2 separate regions of the Triticum aestivum genome follow, and region 1 is linked to region 2. The links are chromatin contacts, called in public Hi-C maps. All regions are on one chromosome and are shown on one strand. The core of a region is the stretch at or near the end of the contact, and the rest is flanking DNA. Distances in the headings are between cores, read along the strand shown.

What was found. A called contact is a pair of places that touch in the nucleus more often than the background predicts.
Region 1: a Hi-C map of leaf shows a contact between it and region 2, with 2.3 times the contacts expected there. The contact joins the enhancer-like site here to the promoter of LOC123052890 in region 2. A contact is called at or near these places in 2 of 5 Hi-C or Micro-C datasets (both in leaf).

What each region holds. Positions count from the first base shown.
Region 1 is chr2D:311,256,021-311,259,354 of IWGSC CS RefSeq v2.1, reverse strand. No RefSeq gene overlaps it. Among protein-coding and RNA genes, the nearest start is that of LOC123052893, 15 kb to the left of the region's middle. Within about 2 kb of position 2,029, at least 1 of the 8 cell types and tissues checked has an H3K27ac peak or open chromatin away from gene starts, as enhancers often do. A contact at or near this core is called in leaf, where this site is marked.
Region 2 is chr2D:311,062,008-311,065,445 of IWGSC CS RefSeq v2.1, reverse strand. It overlaps LOC123052890 (probable LRR receptor-like serine/threonine-protein kinase At2g16250), which reads left to right and starts at 1,724. Exons shown (of 4, transcript XM_044476251.1): 1 at 1,724-3,438. The coding sequence starts at 1,925.

The DNA.
Region 1 (3,334 bases), core at 780-3,279, 190 kb before region 2:
GTGGTCGCGGTATATGGGAAATATTGCGATGGGTGCGAGGGAGGTGGGGTCGGCGTATGGGCTGGGTTTGAGGAGGTGGGATAGGTGGCAAACTTTTTTTTTACCCTCAAAAGAAAGTTACGAACCTTAGACTCAATTTTTTGGAACATCCATTAGTCACAACTAGCACGTATGCCCATGCATTGCAATGGGAGAAAAATTAGTATGCATTTAAAGTTAGCAAGAATTATATGTGCAAGCAAAACCCTGTGCGCACGTGAAAAAGGAACATTTAGCTTCTCGGTTTGCTGGGTGTGAAGTAATCAATCCGCTATTTCTCCTTCATTGATCGAGGGCACTTAAGAGTTTTGTTACGTCATCGTACTCCGGAGAAGGCCCATGAATTATTCAACGTAGTTTTTCCTTTCAATGGAGGAGATTTAACGTACGAAGTTTCTGAATATTGTAGGAAACATGAACCATTTTTAAATCCTGAAAAGTTTTTTCAAAATTATGTACACTTTTAGAAAAACACGAACAAAGTTCATAAACATTTTTTGAAAACACCAACTTTTTTTATAAAAACATGAGCTATTATTTAAATTTGTGAACATTTTTTTAGAACGGGAACATGTGTTGAAAATTCATTAAAATTTTCTACAATGTGTATCTTTTAACATTATTTTGAATTGTGAGAATTTCACAAAAACAATAACATTTTTCGAATTTGGATAATTTTTTAAATCACCATTTTCTATTTAGAAATCTCAAACAATTTGGAAAACAACAAAAGTTTTTGAAAAAATGGGAAACCTTTTTCAAGTTCCGGGTATAATTCAAAATAGCAATAAATTTTTGGAATTCTGAACATTTTCTATAATTTGATTTTTTTTTGAAAATTTGAATGTTTTGAGAATTTTGAATTTACAAAATAAATTCTGTAGGAAAATTAAATTTGGAAGTTTGAAAAGAGATAGGGGAAGGAGAATAAAGATAGAAGTAAAACACAAAAACAATGAAAAATGGGCCAGCCCATTACTGGTTGTCCTGTGCGACGTTCTGACTATTTGTCGCCCTGTGCAGAAAATAGAATTTTCCCAGCTGCAGGGGCAGAAAAATAAGTGGGCTGGCTTCGCTGGGTCATATCGCGCGGCCCAGGTACGAAATTCTGAAAAAGCCCTTTTTTCTAGCAAACGAACGTATTAGAATTTAGTACCACCTCGGATAGAATTTTATTTTCAAAAGTGAACGGATGAAAAAATTGGCGAAACGCACATTGCTTTATTAGTAGGTATAAATTATGAGAGACACGGGTTAGACCCTGATTAGGCCTCTCATCTCCATCATATTGTAACCATGGTTGCTCAACTGAACTTTCGATGAATTATGATTGCAGATTATTTTCTATTTAATCCAATTTCCACTTTGACCATAATCTTTTTCTGGTGGCTGTTTAAGGATGGGACATGTCTGCCGCATGTCGTTGAACATGTCAGCTTTGGCCGCTTCTCTGGCTCTCCAGAATAACATCACCTCGCTAACTTGTTTGAACATTCCAGCTCACACGATTCAAAGAGGGCCCTGCTTTCATTCTCCAGCGTTCCATGCCTCCATCAGGGCGCCCGTTTTATTCCCGAGGAGATCACGTCCATTGAATCATTCGTGTTATCTCTCTGGAAAAAGAAAATAAAAGGAATCATTCGTGTTACCAACCCTAAAAATAATAATAATCACAATCTCCATGACTTGCTGTAAAAATAAGTCTCTATGACTTGGTCAGATTGTTAATCTGTTTTCCTATAAATAATACTTAATGGCCTGTTCAAAATTTCATTATAATTATATTGTCGGCCTTAATAAATGAAGTAAAAAAATGTTGGATAGATCGTCGGCGCAGGTAGTGGCATTGCTGAATGTTGATTGATGGAATCGTTCGTCGCCTGATATGTGGGAAGGTCAGCTCAATTATTAGTTTAATGAGAAGCTACACAAATATGGAAGTTATCAAATTAGCTACCATGTTGTGTGTTGCTACCTTTCAGGGGCATATAATAATCAAATAAGATATGTGTGTATAATGTTGACGTTTTGTCGTATGCTTAACGCTGAAATGTTCTGTGGAAAATAGTATTCCGTTGATTGGAAGTTGTGGACTGCAGCATTCTTCCTCGGTCTATCACGATTCAGTAGAATTCCAACGCGGCTCATTGCGTAATGCCTTCTCTATGATTTTATCCATCACCACGACGTAGTCGCTAATTAGGGAGGTGCTATCCCCGTTCTAGTGGGCTAGCTAGAGCTAAAAACCATTTTAGGGGCTTTAAGAACAACCAGCTTGTTTTCGGATACTTAATCGATTGTTTTCAATACTTAATCGATCATATTGTTCAGAGAATTAGTGGTTGGAAGGAAAAACTTCTGTCGGCTGGAGGAAAGGAGATCATACTTAAAGTGGTTGTTCAAGCTATTCCCACCTATGCAATGTCGGTCTTTAAAATTCCTAAAAAAAATTGCAAAGGAATTATTGACGCGATGGCGCATTTCTGGTGGGGAGATGAGGATAACCAAAGGAGGATGCATTGGATGGCTTGGTGGAAAATGTGTGTACCCAAGAACCAAGGAGGAATGGGTTTTCGGGATATCCATTGTTTCAATTTGGCTATGCTTGCTAAACAGGCTTGGCATCTTATTGAGAATCCGGATTCTCTATGTGCTACTATTTTGAGAGTCAAATACTATCCTGACGGTGACTTGTTGAACACTGACCTGAAGAAGGGTTCTTCCTTCACCTGGCAAAGTATTATGGCGGGTGTGAGCTCCCTGAAGCGTGGTCATATTTGGCGAGTGGGAAATGGGCAGAATATTGACATTTGGGAGGACGCATGGATTCCAAATTGTGCAAACCGTTAAATTGTTACCCCTAAGGGAGGCCAGTTGTTACGGAAGGTAGCAGATTTGATTGATCCAATCCTAAATAGTTGGGATGAAGATCTTCTCAGAAAGACTCTATGGCCTATTGATGTTCAGTGAGTGCTTACGATCCCGATATCGCAACATGATATGCCAGACTTCGTAGCTTGGAATTTCATAAAAATGGGATTTTTTGGGTTCAGTCTGCTTATTTTGTGGAATGGGACCACCAATATGGGAACAAGTTGCGACATACCGATGGAATGGGATGTACCACGGTCAATCCTATTTGGGCGAGGATTTGGAAACTTGCTTGTCCAGCAAAGGTTAAAATATTTATTTGGCGTACACTTCACGACACTATTCCGTGTCGTGTTAGCTTAGCTAATAGACATGTGAAAGTCTCGCCTAAGTGTCCTGCCTGCTCATCTGGGCCAGAAGACAC
Region 2 (3,438 bases), core at 475-2,974:
TCTCTCCTTCATCGCCCTCTCCCTCGCCCGGATCCACTCCTCCCTTTTCCCTTGCCCTTCTCCACCCGAGCGCCTCCTGTCGCTGCTCCCCGTCCCGCACGACGCGTACCGGAGCTTCGCTGCCACCAGATACTTCTTTTACGCCGCAGAACGCGAGCCGGGAGCCGCCTCTTCGGCGGGGTCGAGAGCTTCACCCCGTTCGGACCCGCCACTGCCTCGTCACCGTTAGGCTACTTCGGCACCGCCCGGCCTCCCCGACCCCCTCACGAGCTCGCCATCCACCCCCTCTCGGTGAGCCGTCGCCCCACCCCTTCTCCTCTGCTCCCGATGTAGTAAGCCGCCACACCGCCCGCGTACGCGCCCGACCGCGCCGGGGCTGCGCCTTCCGCCACTGCTGCTCCCCTGCATCGCGCTACCTCGCCCCTCTGTGCCCTTAGCCCCCCGTCGCGGCCCTGCTCAGCACTGCTGCCGCTGCCCGCTTGTGCGCCCCTTGCCTGCTCGCCCCGCGCGCGCCCCAACCCCCGCATGCCCGCCCGTCGCCTTGTCGCGCTCCAAATAACTCCAAATATAACATATTATATATGAAAGTCCCTCAAAAAATATGTAGATTTCAAATATGCTATTATCTCACTGGTTAATCATCTCCAAAATTGCTTTAGGATGCAACCTTAAATAAATATCTTCACCATATGAGTTATTTGGGTATGCCTATTATATACGTTTTCTACCCCATTTGAATTTAGTAGATATGCAGTTTGTGCTCTCACAATATCTATTATTGGCACCGTAGGGGATGTTGATTGATACCAACTACCATATATGCTAAAGGTTAAAACAGGTACGTAATCATCCTCTCTATTTCGCACAATGCACTACCAATCCCTATACGATGATTCATCTAAACTGAGGATACGAGCTTTATGTAACCAGTGGCTTAACATTGATTTCTATATTGTTTGAAATTATGCCCATAAAGATTTTTTAAGAATATTATTTGTTGATATTGTCGGGTGTGTATGAGGGATAATTTTTCTTCTTCCCGTTACAACACACGGGCATGTTTTGCTAGTATTAACTAATTATATATATCCGACATAAGTGAGGTGTCTCTTTTTCTTTCTCTTGTTTGAGCTTTCACAAAGTTGCGGTGTTGCGCTTCTTCACTTTTTTTGAGTTGACTTTCTTTTTCTTTGAAATGGAGCTTGTTCACTTCCATGTGGACACGTCTGCCGTTCTCACATGCACAGCTTCGGCTCCAAGGGAAAAGGACACTGGCCGATAGCTTAGCCGGACGCGTAAACCTAGAGATCTCTCTCCATCAATTCCAAACAGTACTGTATTTAAGAAGAAAAGAAAGAAGCAATGACCGATCAGGACAAGAAGCGGATGGACAAAACGAACATTCCTCGGTCGGTCCGAGCCCACGATCGAGCCCGCAAACCCGACCACGCCCGCCCGCGTGGAAACCAAGCGGGCCCACAAGCCAGTGTAACCCAGACGCCCCTCACGCCTCCACGCATCCCTCAGCCCCGTGGTCACAGACAGGTGGGCCAGCCGTTCCCGCCACTCCGGCCGCCTTCCCACCTGTAGGACACGGCCCGCATTGAAGCGGGCAGTGCCGAGCCCGTGAGACGGGCCCACGTGAAAGCGATCCGGGACGGCTGGAAGAGGGCCCCACAGAACCTCGCTCTTTAGTTTACTCGCCCGCACACATGCCGGTTTCGTTTCTTGCTTGCTTGTCTCGCCTCGCCGCCTCGCTGCCACGGTCAACTCCTCCTTGCTTGCCTCCCCCACGTCTCCGTGCCGCCCAGAGCCAGAAGCATTCCCTCAAACACCTCGTGGGCGCCTCTGACCCCGCCTCCCTCCATGGCCGCGCCCTAGAGACCTAGACTGTCGCGGCCGCTTCGGTGCTCCGGCTCCACCCATGCCGCAGTGCCGCCTCCTCCTGGCTGCCGTGGCCCTTTTGGGGGCTGTGGCGGCGGCCGTGGCGCAGCAGCCGCTCGCGTCGCCGTCGGACCTGGCGGGGCTGTACAGCCTGCGGGCGTCGCTGGGTTTGCGGGCGCGGGAGTGGCCCGCGAGGGCCGACCCGTGCACGGCCTGGGCGGGGGTCATGTGCCGCGCCGGCCGCGTCGTGGGCGTCAGCGTCGCGGGGTTCCGCCGCACCCGCCTCGCGAGCCGCGCGCCGGCGTTCGCGGTCGACGGGCTGCGGAACCTCACAGCGCTCGAGCTCTTCAACGCCTCCGGTTTCCCGCTCCCCGGCGAGGTGCCCGCGTGGTTCAGCCGCGACCTCCCGCAGCCGCTCGCCGTGCTCGACCTCCGCTACGCCGCAGTCAATGGCACGCTCCCGCCCGATCTCGGCTCATCGGGGAATCTGACTAGGCTGCTCCTCTCCGGGAACAGCCTCTCGGGCCAGGTTCCGGAGACGCTGCTCTCCGTCAAAGGCCTTCGCGTTCTTGACCTCTCCACCAACAATTTCACCGGGGAGCTACCCAGCGTCTCGGTCGGCGCCGGTGATGTAGCGGCGTCGTTGTTTAACATTTCAGGGAATTCTCTGTATGGTGTGGCCACTGATGCCATTGGGGCACTCAAGACGAGATTCCGGCTGGTGGACGTGTCAAGCAACTACCTCGATGGAAATTGGAATGGATCCGATGCAACGGTGGATGTTAGCGTGAATTGCTTCTCTGGTGTCTCCGGTCAGCGCCGCCATGTTGATTGTGAAGACTTCTATAGGAGGGAAGGGGTGAGACTTGTTGATATTCCAGTGCCTGCACCTTTGCCTCAGCCATCACCGGAGAAGAGCCGTGGGATCTCCAAAAATGTACTTATTGGGGTTCTTGCAGCCGCGGCAGCATTGATGGTTATGTTTTTGGTTGCATTGCTTTTCTGTTTGATGAGGAGGAGACAAAGAGGAGGTGGGAGAGGGGCGGAAACAAATGAGGAAGGTGCACGCGGCATGCGTAGGAGGGACAGCAGCGTAAATCCTGTGGCCTCATCACCGGCAGCAGTGTCCCCGAGAGCCGATGCTACTCCTAAGGACGCGATTACCGTTTTTGGTGAGTTGACCTATGAGCAATTGGTCCATGCCACCGGGGGCTTTGGTGATGACAACCTCCTCAAGCATGGGCATTCGGGGGATATTTACCATGGTGTGTTGGAGAATGGCGCACATGTCATCGTCAAGAAGATTGGTACAAAGAGTATCAACAAAGTTTCAAGCGAATTGGACTTCTATTCGAGGTACTCACATGAGAGGATTGTTCCGTTGCTCGGCCATCTGGCCAACAATGACGAAGAATTTCTGTCCTACAAGTATATGCCAAAGGCGGACTTGACCAATGCATTGCACAAGAAACCTGTGGACACTGAAGATGGCTTGCACTCATTGGATTGGATAACTAGACTGAAGATCGCCACTGGTGTAGCTGAGGCCATGTG